Linked DNA regions of Mus musculus: all the other regions are linked to region 1. A link is a contact called in public promoter capture Hi-C data. All regions are on one chromosome and are shown on one strand. The core of a region is the stretch at or near the end of the contact, and the rest is flanking DNA. Distances in the headings are between cores, read along the strand shown. Region 1 holds the start of Mstn (myostatin). Region 2 has its middle 22 kb from the start of Gm31867. Region 3 holds the start of Dnah7a (dynein, axonemal, heavy chain 7A).

Evidence for each region. Promoter capture Hi-C pulls out the DNA fragments that hold promoters and counts their contacts.
Region 2: a promoter capture Hi-C map of hippocampal neurons shows a contact between it and region 1, with 2.5 times the contacts expected there. The contact joins the enhancer-like site here to the promoter of Mstn in region 1. A contact is called at or near these places in 7 of 39 promoter capture datasets (the C10 cell line, HPC-7-derived erythroid cells, cranial neural crest and 4 more).
Region 3: a contact with region 1 is called in a promoter capture Hi-C map of embryonic stem cells, with 7 times the contacts expected there. The contact joins the promoter of Dnah7a here to the promoter of Mstn in region 1. A contact is called at or near these places in 13 of 39 promoter capture datasets (the 3T3-L1 cell line, the C10 cell line, the HPC-7 cell line and 8 more), 5 of 15 datasets of contacts at CTCF or cohesin (embryonic stem cells, large pre-B cells, pro-B cells and 1 more), 18 of 484 Hi-C or Micro-C datasets (the G1E-ER4 cell line, the HL-1 cell line, adipose-derived mesenchymal stem cells and 7 more) and 1 of 9 other capture datasets (embryonic stem cells).

What each region holds. Positions count from the first base shown.
Region 1 is chr1:53,059,568-53,063,540 of GRCm38.p6, reverse strand. Mstn (myostatin) reads right to left here and starts at 1,901. Exons shown (of 3, transcript NM_010834.3): 1 at 1,400-1,901. The coding sequence starts at 1,775.
Region 2 is chr1:52,278,665-52,282,637 of GRCm38.p6, reverse strand. No RefSeq gene overlaps it. Among named protein-coding and RNA genes, the nearest start is that of Gm31867, 22 kb to the right of the region's middle. Within about 2 kb of position 2,232, at least 13 of the 459 cell types and tissues checked have an H3K27ac peak or open chromatin away from gene starts, as enhancers often do. A contact at or near this core is called in hippocampal neurons, where this site is marked.
Region 3 is chr1:53,704,738-53,708,710 of GRCm38.p6, reverse strand. It overlaps Dnah7a (dynein, axonemal, heavy chain 7A), which reads left to right and starts at 1,927. Exons shown (of 66, transcript NM_001252070.1): 1 at 1,927-2,033. The coding sequence starts at 2,019. Gm32311 (a long non-coding RNA gene) reads right to left here. Exons shown (of 5, transcript XR_373404.3): 2 at 3,683-3,973.

The DNA of each region.
Region 1 (3,973 bases), core at 652-3,151:
CCACTTAGAATTCTTTGGGAATCTGAGCAGTTACACTCACTGAGCAGCTGTACCAGTCAGTCTGGAGGAAGGAACCCTTCCCCCAGGCCTCAATTACCTGGAGACAAGACACAGGGAGCGATTTAACCAACCTCAGAAATGGCAAACAATATAATACATCTGTGACACTTGGGCTCTGGAAGAGCTATTCCAAGGAACAACAAAAACTTAATTAGCAAAAACCTCAGAGGTCATGCTCAAGCTATCTAAAAAATCAGAAAGCAGTGGCCTTGGGGCCAGCCTCTCACTGCAAGTTCAGCACTAACAATTGCTTTTCCAAACCCCATGTAAATAAGGGAGACTTTTTCCTGAACTGTTTGATCCAAGAGTCATAAATGAAAATTATCTGCTGTATCGTAACCTGACCGCTTAGGAAAGGGCTGGTTTGAAACTGTGTCATGTCTGGTTTTAAGTGTTTAAAGCATGGTATTAAAGCAAGATCTCAGACACATGGCACAGAAATCTTTCGTGTTCTGCCTGCTCTCTAAGGCTACCTGACTTGCTTTTCGGAGAACTCAAACAGGAACTGCCTGAAATGTATTATCTCCCAGAAGCAATGTGGCAGTTATAGGTAACGGTCCTCACCCTCCCTCTCATAAAGAATTAAATCTTTTAGAGGGTTACCGATCACTGTTCCTGCCTGGACGCTCACAGCCAGGACGCTCTCAGTGCGGTGCTATGAAGGGGCACAGGAGCATTTCACACCATGACCTCCCAGTTAATGCTCATTTCCTGAGTGTTTTCTGATACTCGGTCCTGAGTATTATTTTGCTATGCCTGCTTCATCGTGGCTCATGATAATGCATTTAATATTTAACTTCTTTAACTTTCCAGTGCAGTAGCTTTCACAATTAATATTCTAGCTTGTCAAGAGCATAGAAGCTCTGAGACTGACAGTTTTAAATAACAGAAAGCACTCTAACTGTGGAACAGTGTTCAAATAAACATCCAGCAGAGATCTCTCTTTAGTGTGAGTCAGGGGGAAACTAGTGCACATTTTAGACAAATGTAATTGTAAATTTCTCATGCTTTAACACTGCCTATAGAATCTCACAGTCCTTACATTATAGTGTGAGACTCTGAACACACAAGCATTCTACATTTTCCGCATAAAATTAAATACTATTAAAGCTGAGCCAGCATATTAACTTTGAGCTATTTGGCACTGCCAGGAAACAAGCAAGACAGATTTCATTGTCGGTATGTTTCTCAGGAAATCTTGGGGAAAAAAAAATCTCCTTTCTCTGCTACTTACATATAAGCCAACAGCTTGTTAAAAGCCTGAAAATAGATCTGTTTCTCATAAACACTAGGACAGCAGTCAGCAGAACTGTTGATATACTTTAACAGATATACTTACACTCTGTAGGCATGGTAATGATTGTTTCCGTGGTAGCGTGATAATCGTCATCTTCCAAAGAGCCATCACTGCTGTCATCCCTCTGGACGTCGTACTGATCGATCAGTTCCCGGAGTGGAGGCGCTCTTGGCAGAAGTTGTCTTATAGCATCTTTGCTGATGTTAGGAGCTGTTTCCAGGCGCAGCTTACTGAGGATTTGAATTTTTATGGCTTCTATTCTGGAGTACCTCGTGTTTTGTCTCCACGCACATGCATTACACAGCCCCTCTTTTTCCACATTTTCTTCTCTCTCACTGCCCTCATTTAGATCCACTGGGCCAGCAGCAATCAGCATGAACAGGTAAATATAAACATACATTTGCAGTTTTTGCATCATTTTAAAAATCAGCACAATCTTTTTTTTTCCCTTGTTCTTATTTCTTCTTTTTGCTTTTGAGTAATGCCAAGTGAAATATTAGTGCATGTACCGTCCGAGAGACAACCTGCCACGCCAGGGAGTCCTGTATACTGTATTCCAAGTGGCTTTTTATATTCCAACTTAGAGGAGACAAGTGTCGTCAGGATCTATGATTGGCTCCTGCTCCACAATGAATCTCGCTGTCAGAGGTTAAAACCCTGTCTGTCACAAGTCACCAAGCAGTATTTTGTTACAGTCGAGGGCAAGCTGATTCATTTGACTACTTCATAAATGAAATAAATCCCCAAATCATGAAAGATATATGTGACATTTGATAAATTGAAGTCTGTGTACTAATATAAACTGTACTTAAAGCTTATTAATCTCTGTAAAACTCTTGCTATCATTTAAGTTAGTAATTTTTAATTTAGATTTTGTGTTTAAAATAGAAAATGTTAATCCTTTAAGACTTGGAGTGCTGTTTTGTTACTAAAACAAATATTTGAGGGAAAAAATATGCGTTAAGTGCTGGGTAATTAGAGAAGTAAAAACTAGGAAGAGCTGACTTAATTTAAAGAAAGCTGAGTTTGTGACCCTGCTAAAAAGTTGCATCAGTAATTTGAGGAGCTTGTTTTCATGGCTTATTTGTCAGGACATATTACAAACCAGTCCTGGGACGTTTCTGTGTACATGGGTTTACTTTTGATAGCTTAATGGCTTTGACTAACATAAAACCTGTGCTTGATTTCAGCTTATAAGTATTGCTATTTTCTATTACAGAGATACAGACTAAAGACTGAGTGTTGCTTTTTTTTTTTTTTTTTTTTTTGATTGCCAACAGAATCCTGTCAGCGAGGAGGCCAGGCTCTGTACTTAGGCCGAGTAGATAATGGATTTTTGTAAGTAGCGCTGGAGCATTATTTCAGTTTGACTCAGACTTCCAGGGCTGACAGTAAAGTGCAATCTGTGTTCTCTGTGAATGATGTCAGGTCCCGTGAGCACACAAAGAGCAAGTCGCATGTAGAGGGGTGTCCTTTGTTGCGTTCCCATACTGTCACAGGCTAGCACCCCTTTGCCAGCGTCTCATTTTGACCAGAGGGCAGACACCTGGCAGGGATCTGGGCTAGAGTCTAGGGCAGAGAATGGTGCTTTTTGTTCTCTGAATTTAAGTGGCCTCTGCAAGGATCAAACTTTCACCCTTGGCTTTAGGAGCCACAAGATCGAATGGGGTGAACTCTTAAAGAGCTGAACAAACACAGCAGCAGGGACAGAGGACGCTTCCAGGCCACAGAGTTCCTCCTCCTGTTTGGGAAGCTGAGGAGTCTTTAGAATTTTAATTCATTACTCCCCTTACACACACCCCAAGAGACTATGGTGGCTTGTATCAAATATTTATTTTTAGGTCACCACCATTCCTGTACAGTATACACCCAATTTACTGCCTCAGTGAACTAAAATGCAGCTCAGTAGCTTGAAAAGTTAATGCATTTTCATCAAATTTTTAAGAGGCATCTATATCTCTTGAGGAAAAAAAAAGTGGGCTTCCATAATGTACTAGATTTGCCCACCATTAAAGATGAAGGAAAACCAGACACAAAGCAGACACCCTGAGGTGATCTGGCCCTCTTTATACAAGACAATATTAGAGCAGGCCTATAAAGTCAGATTTGTCTGGAAAATTCATTTTTCTGCATAGAATTCTTTTCGATGTCATAATTATCATTACACATGCTGCTATATACCTCAGAGGAAATTGATCCTGTGATTTTTTTTTTTTTTAGACTGTACTGCCATTGTGAGCTGAGACTGAAGAGTCAAATAAACCTGAGTTCAAATCTCAATTTTGCCTCTTCTAAGTCGATGACAAAGACGGCACAGTACTTAGCTTCTCTTATCTTTAGTTTCTCAACTAAAGGGGTTTGAGGCATATAATTTAGCAATATAAGTAGCTAAATGTAGTCCCTTTCATAGGTAATTAATACTTGAAGCAGAAGGGCTTGCTCTTTGTTTCAAGCCTTTTACTTCAAATTATCCTCAAGTGCTTCAGATGAAGGCAAGGGATTCGCAGCCTGCAGGACATCTCACTAGGCCTAGGAACTGAGCTCACCTACATGTTTCAGATTGCCAGCAAAATAATAATAACGACGACAGAGGCGTTTGCCAGCTACCCAGATTCC
Region 2 (3,973 bases), core at 983-3,482, 780 kb after region 1:
ACCATCCAAACTGACTTGAATGGTTTCTACTAAACCAATAGAACTATTAAACCATCCAAAAAATGTATGTAGGCATAACAAACCTCTTAGTCCCTCTGTTTCTGTCAAACAATGTCGTTTCTCAGGTCAGAACAGCACACAGAGAGATGATTTTCCGGTTCTGTTTGCTAATGGAGGGAGAAAGTCAAAGTCTTGTCTCAGCTTGTAGATAGATAAAAAATGTCTGCCTAAAGAACCAGTCATATGTCACACTCGACCAATGGAAAGCATTTGTTTAAAATCCAAAAGAATAGAAGAGACAATTTTCCATAGCTAAGATAATAATCATTATTTATGATGACTGACATTCAAATTTAGAGAAAATGCCACCACCCTTCTTGGTCTTTTGTTTGTTTGCTTCCTTGTTTTCGTTTTTGATAATGTAATGTGTCACCTACACTGGCCTCATGCCTTTGGTTTTGGAGTCACGACCAGCTACACTCCTCACCCTTCTTCTCTTCCACAGTGCTGGGATGACAGACAGGGATGTACCACTATACCCAGCTGCTGTTTTTACTTTTTCAAAAAGTGAAAGCAGTTTTCTACAGAGAAAGAAAGGGAAGAGTGTCTAACTCCCGCCACTGTTTTCAGCACTTGCCTTTCTGCTGAATGAATGGGGGCAGGGAGGGGGTGTCCATCGGGGAAACCATATTGGGTTGGAATCCTGTATTTCATGGCTGCTCAGGATGGCTACGTGAACACAGCATGTCAGTACCGTATGCAGATATTCTTCCTGCATAGCCTGCGCAGAATGACACCATATAGGATCCTATTCAGAATTATTGCAAATTGAATCCTCTCTTGGAATGGGGAGACGAGATGAGGCAGCTCTAGTCTGGCTTGACCTTGTGCCCTGTGAGCCCAAAGCTAGAAAGCTGTTTTTGTGGAACTGTCTTTAGTATCTTTCCTCTCCTTACTTCCTATGAACTCTTTCTCTGGCATTCTGTTCAAAGTGCTGTGAACCTTCAGGATCCAGTTTCTGTCTAGAGGGAACAGCTGCAGTGTCAACATATCAGATCTGTAAACCTATATACCATATCATATACCTGATCTCGGACAACTCCCTTTCAAAGGTGAAAAGTGAAATTGGTGAATAACTCTTATAGGACGTATGTGGCATGGGCAGGCTATCCTCAGAGAGTATTCCAAGAGTCTGAAAGATAAGATAAGCAGACAGAGACTAGACTAACTTTTAAATCAGGAAACTCAGGATAGAGGGTTCCAGTTACTGGGAGTGCCAGTACCTGGCAAACACAGAAGTGGATGCTCACAGTCATCTATTGGATGGAACACAGGGCCCCCAATGGAGGAGCTAGAGAAAGCACCCAAGGAGCTGAAGGGTCTGCAACTCTATAGGAGGAACAACAATATGAACTAACCAGTAACTCAGAGATTGGCTTCCCTCTGTCTCCTGAGATTAAAGATGTGTCTGTATTACCAGCTGGGATCACACAGACCTAGAAGACCTTTGGCTATTATCCCTTGCCAAAACAGCCACATTCCTGGATTAAAATTCTCTACAGGATCATATCTTTGTACTATTACCAATTGAAAGACTATTTCCGACAATAGCTGTTTAACAGACATTTCGTGAGTAAATGAATTAATGAATAAATCATTGGGATTACACATTTCTATTGAGTACTTATAGTCGTGGGACACCATGAAGGATGAAGATGGAGTAGCAATCAAAACCTGTGCTTCTATATATGAAAAAGTATGCCTAAGCATTATACCGTCCTTCTGCCTAAGGGGATGAATTTTATATGGATGACTAATTAGACATGTTTACTAACAGTAAAGGGGATGTTATTGCAATGAGTTCTGGGCTCTGACATAATTCGAGAATTAAATATTAATGAGGAAGGAGAGACATCAGGATGGATGAAGGGCATCATTTGAGAAGAACAGAAAAACATAATGGTATGCACGCACATTTGAGGACAAAGAGGGCTAGCTGTAATATGAATTCATGGATTGAATCTGAATTCATAAAACCTCTTGTATATATCAGTGGCATTCTGAGAGGAATTAGAGTCACTCTCACATGATGCTAAAAGTTCTCAGTCTGGGCAAGAAGAGGGGACAAGAGTGTAGTGCTGCTCATAGAAGGTTGTGAAAAGCAGTCAAACAAAGAATAGCCTGGAGGTTTGTTCTAAGGGGTATTCAGCAACCCACGGGACACCTCCTCCGCCTCCTGGCAGAAGCAGAATCCTGCTGCTCCTGTGCCAGCAGAGGCAATGTTTAGCTCTCTTAGCTGAGCTCATCCTCAGGAAAACTAGAAAAGCAGACAGGATTTGCCACCAACCTGTTATAGTTTCTCGTCTTTGTACAGACCCGGGCATCCTCTTCTCTTTTCTCTAATTTCCAGATTTCCTTAATCTCATTTGTTTACGAGGCTCTCTCCCTATCTACAGCTTCCCGTCAGGGCATCCTGACATGCTATTTCCTGGGCCTCAGTCCCTCCTAGTCCTCCCTAGTGACCATGGCACCATGTTTTGTCTCTAGAAAATTTGTTTGACCACTTTGAGCTGGATTGTTAGTGGCTGACAATTGTTTTGACTCCTAGTGTGGTATTTTCCCACATGGGAATTCTTCCAGCCGTTCCAATGGTTTAATCAAAAGGTGAAGTAAATGTTAAATATTAAGTAGAAGAAACTACTTGAAAAGCTTAGTCATATGAAGATTTCCATTTAAAGTGTATGTTAATCCTTTCAAAGATTGAGATTTTTTAACAAATGGATTCCAGGTATATATACATATATCAGTGAAATAAGCAAAGCACACAGTACTTAAAATTTTGTTTTTACTTTTATGATTTTAAAATACCACTGTTTGTATTTTGAGGAGTGCATTTGTCAAAGTAGCTAATCATGTTGATTTTTTTTAAAGACCAGGACAAATATATAATGAGAATTTGGAAGACTGCCCAGTAAGTTTTTTGAGACATGAGTGATGGTGGCTGCTGTATCTTCTATGCTCTTTCTTGACTCTTCCTGACCAGGGCACACCCTGCCCAACCCAGGGTGGATATAAGACAGGTCATTGTTTCGTATTCTAGTGACACAGGAGTCCATTGTGTTCACGGTATTTGGAGAGGGAACCAAGGAAGGCTGCCATGAATTATTAACAGCTGCTCTTCTGAACCTGTTTGAGAGTGTGATGCTGCTTGCTTCCCATGCTCCTGAGACCTCATTCTTCTAGGATATGAGAAAGAAAAAAGGGGCGGTGGGGACAAAAGTGAAAGTAAGCACAGAGAGATGGAAGAGAAATGGAGGCAAGGACCACCACAGTGCTTCTCACTGTCCGTGGGATGGCAACACTGGCAAAGAAAACTTGCCAAGATTTGGCCAGGGATTTGATTGGCAGTGCCTGCTCACTATATTTTCCTTACTTAAAAACAACTGCCTCCAGATTGCATATTTCATCCAATCCCTGATAGAACACACCTTAGGTTTTAAGCATTTGTGGTTTTTTTTCATTGTAAGATAGGGTGCCTTCAGTTCACTTCTTGATCTTGCCTATTATCATGACATTGTAACCACACATACAGAGAGGAGAGAGAGACAGAGACATACAGAAAGACAGACAGACAGAGAGACAGAGACAGACAGAGAGACAGACAGAGAGAACTGGTTATGATCTCTGTTGGGGATGAACCATGCTGACATGGTCAGTGTACTATGGCTCACATTCTGAATACAGCTTGCTGTATATGAAAATAGTTTTATTGTCTTTTAAATAGCTTTGTTGGAACACAGCAGTGCTCATTCACTGATACATCATTCATGGGTCTGGATGATTCCATATAATGACAAAATTAACATAGCCTATATGGTCCTCAAGGCATAAGGTTTTTACTGTTTACAAAAAATGCATTTCTTGCTCTTATATCGTGGGTCACTATATATAAACTGCAGCTGGTCTATGAACT
Region 3 (3,973 bases), core at 678-3,177, 650 kb before region 1:
AAAACCAAAAGAGGGGACTGGAGAAATGGCTCAGTGGTTAAGAACACTGTCTGCTTTTCCAGAGGTCCTGAGTTCAATTCCCAGCAAACACATGGTGGGTCACAACTGCTGGGAGCCATGGCCTTGTGGATATTTTCTAGCTTACATAAACAATCCTGAGAGAACATTCGTTGTATTAACAGTAAGAATGTTTGTAGGAAAAGAGGACACTGTGACCGTTGGTTCCAAGAGCTGAAGATTGCCACCTGACCTTCAGAGAGCCCCTGGGCTCTTCCCCCTCCCTTGGAGCCTCCTTTTGCTTATGCTTATATTGACACTCCTGAGTAAAGTTTTTCAGAGCTTGATCAGTGTGATTGAATTGCTATCATTCTTCCTGTCTCCTTCCCTCCCACTCTCTCACTCCCTTGCCCTGGGTCCCCACTGATTATCCCTGCAGGCCTGGGCACAGGACCATCTGTAGTGGGGTCTGATGTCCTCTTCTGGCATCTGGGTACATGCAGAACACTCATGTGTATAAAATAAATAAGATTTTAATAAAAAATAAAACCAAAAGAAAATCAAGTGCCATGAGACCCTCTGTTTTCATTAAAGGTTTTAAAGTTTTAGTTCTTCCATGTAGGTAATCCACCTACAGGAGGTGATTTTTATATGTGACATTAAGTGTCTATGTCACATTTGTGCACGTGGATATCTACTTTCCTCAGTATCATTTGTTGTGAAGACATTGTTTCATCACTGTAGCTTTGTACTAAATTTTGAAATAAAAAAAAATATGAGGCTTCCAAATATGTCACTTAAAAAACGTTGTTTTTGGCCATTCGAGATCCCTTAAGATGTCACATAAATTTTAGGTTAGGAACCTGCCATTTCTCAACAGAAAACGTTTACCGTCAGGCATGGTGGCATAAGCCTGTAATTCTAGCACTTGGGAGGCTGCCACAGACAGATTGAGAGTTTGTGACCTGTCTAGGCTAAGAAATGAGACGATCTCAAAACCAAACCAAAATAAATAAACAAAATTAAACAAAAACTTTTCAGTAGGAGGCAGTTTACATTGAAGTCTAAACTCCTCACTCTATTTTACCAGATCTTTAAAATAGAGCACTTATTTATCTTCATCTTCATCACCGGACTCCAATGTGCTTTATTCCAACGACAGTCTGATAGATTTCGTTTTTGTTCTTCTAATTTTCTTCTGTTCTTCTGATTTTTGTTTTTTGTTCTTCTAATAACCATGAAATGTCTCAGGCTTTTGCATCTGATTGCTCTGCCCGAAATATTCCTTGCACAGCATGTGTCCTCCTCTTTCAAATCTCAGCTTTCACGTTTCTTCTGCATCTTCTAAGAGAAATGACTCACAGCACTGTTTCTATTAGTTATGAACACATGCCTTACGGTCACCCAAGCCTATGCCTGAGGGACTGTCTTGGCACAGCTTCGTTCATGTAGTCAATCACGCGTGGATTTAAATGAATTTCCGAAGGCTCACTTTCTAGTGTGTTAGGGAAGTCAACAGAACTGAACACTGAGGCTCCTGGATATGGAGCACTTTACAGGCTTTAGTCTTGAGTGCCTTGTCATTATTCTATTTGCCTACATTAGCAATGAAATCTGCAGAAACAGCCGAATGAAGGCTTAAGGCAGAGAACCACGCCCACGCAGACTCGGTGAAAGATGCAGTAACTTGAGGACCCACTTAGACATCAAGGGGTCTTCGCTCCTCACAGTTGCCTGCCACCCTCTGTAAAGTGGAGTGAGGGCTGTGTTGGAAGCCACCTAGGCCTCAGAGAGCCACCCTGCTCGACCTCTCAGAAAGTTCTGCACCTCATCTCGCAGATGCAGACGACCGGAAGTAGAATCCGCCAGTTTGTTGCTTAGCAACGAATCGACCACGGCGGTTAAAGCTCTCAGCTCAGAAAGAGCCTAGAGCTGTCCAGCGGCGAACAACTCTCCTCTCCAGGTCCTGAGTTCCGCAGCAGCGATCCCGGCCGGCGTTGCCTGGCCCGCAAGTCGACGCCATGAGCAGCAAGAAGGTGAGAGCTGGGCCGCCAGGGTCGGTCCCGGGGGCCAGGCACGCAGGAGCAGACTCCAGTACCACCCTGGCGTTGAGTGTTTTCCCTCCAGTTTCCTTCCCAACCGTTGGACCTCGTTGTCGTAACAACGGGACACAAACTGGATGCGCCATCGGTGGAAACTGGCTCCACAGCGACCCCAGCTGCACACTGGGAGTGTTTGGGTGGGAGGAGGGTGGGCGGTTTTGATGCCAGTTCAACCCAAATAAAAAGTTGATTCTCAATCTGAAAATTGTACTCAGCTTTTAAGATTTTTCATCCCTCCATAGTGGTTTCTCTTATAAACCGAGTTTGTTGTGAAAATGGCTGCAAAAGATGATGTGGGGGTTGGGGAGATGGCTTAGTGCTTAAGAGCTTGATATGAAGCCATGAAGACATAGACTCAAATCCCCAGCACCCACTTCAAGGCCCAGTGTGACTGAGCTTGCCTGTAACCCAGCTCTGCGAGGGTCAGAGACAGGAGGATTGCAGCAACTTCCCATCCAACCCCTTAGTTTCTGGTTAAGTGAGAGACCCTGTCTCAAAGTAGTAAGTCAGTGAGTGATTCACTGGCTTCTGGGCAGAGGCAGGGGCACCCTTACACAAAACATGGACATATCACACACGCACGCACACGCACGGTCACCGGCACATGCACTCTCTCACACGGGAGGGTAGTTTACAATCTTGTGCTATTTAGGTTTTGTGACAAAACAGAGCAAGGCAACTCAGAGAGAAAATTCTTATTTTGTCTCATGGCTTGAGAGGTCGCTGGGTTCTGGGTGTTTCTGGGCGCTGGACTGAAGTCTATATCAAGGCAGGGAGGAGGGCATGGCAGAGAGCACTGGGGAAGAGGCTAGAGAAAGAGCAACAGGTTGAAAGCACACCCCTAATAGCCCTCATTCTTCAGCGGGGCTTTACTCTCAATGGCCCATTCCCACAAACTTACATTAATTTATGGGTGAAAGTAGCATTTTCATCACCAATTGGTGTCACCCCTCGACACAAGAGCTCCTTGGAAAGACATGTCATATCTATCCTATTACAGCTATAGTTATAGATTATATAGGTTATAGAGTACTAGCAGAGGATGTCAAGCCTGCTAACCAAGTAAGCAGTAGTTATGTAAATGCTGGAGAAAGTTTTCAGTTTTTTGCAATCCACATATTAACTAAGAACTAAGAGACAGGTGTTTTGTTTCATATATCTAAGTACAATTAACAATGACCAGTACACGAACAAATGAGGAAAGAATTTCCCCAAATTACAGATACATGTAAGAGGAAAAAACACAACAAAAACCACCCAAGCAATCACTAGACCTCCCTGTGTGATTCTTAACAAAATCACAGCTCGTTACCATCTATACTCGAGTTGCTCATTTGCTTGATGGCCAAGTAAGACTTTGGCCCAATCATGCAACCACAATCTATACTGTCAAAATCTAAAATAGTTCTTTTGTTAACTGTACAGTGGTTTTCCTGGAAAGGTATTTTTATTAATTCTTTTCACCTATGCTAATTTAAGACTACAGTTTTCCTTTTGAAAAGATGAAAGTTCTATACTTTAATCTAAAACAAATAAATGGATTAAATTTTCGGAAATTCCATTTTCACATGACATTTACTTACGTTGTCACTCCGTTTGAAGCAGTGAGCAGTGGCAGAATTGTATTTACTGAGGGGTTTAACATTTCCTCTCATGAGTGGAAGGTTGAGAGGGATGTGGCATTTTTCAGAGATAGCTGTCTGGGTTTTTCTCTTAAGTTCGGTATTTAAAGAGAAATATAAGTCTTTCCCAGTTGCTCGTTTCATTTTTAATGCTAGGAAAAAACTTCAGACACTTAAAAGATTCAGTTGAAGGAGTTTCCAGAATTCTAAAGTGTCACTACTCAGCCACTAGGAAGCTGCTCACAAACGCAG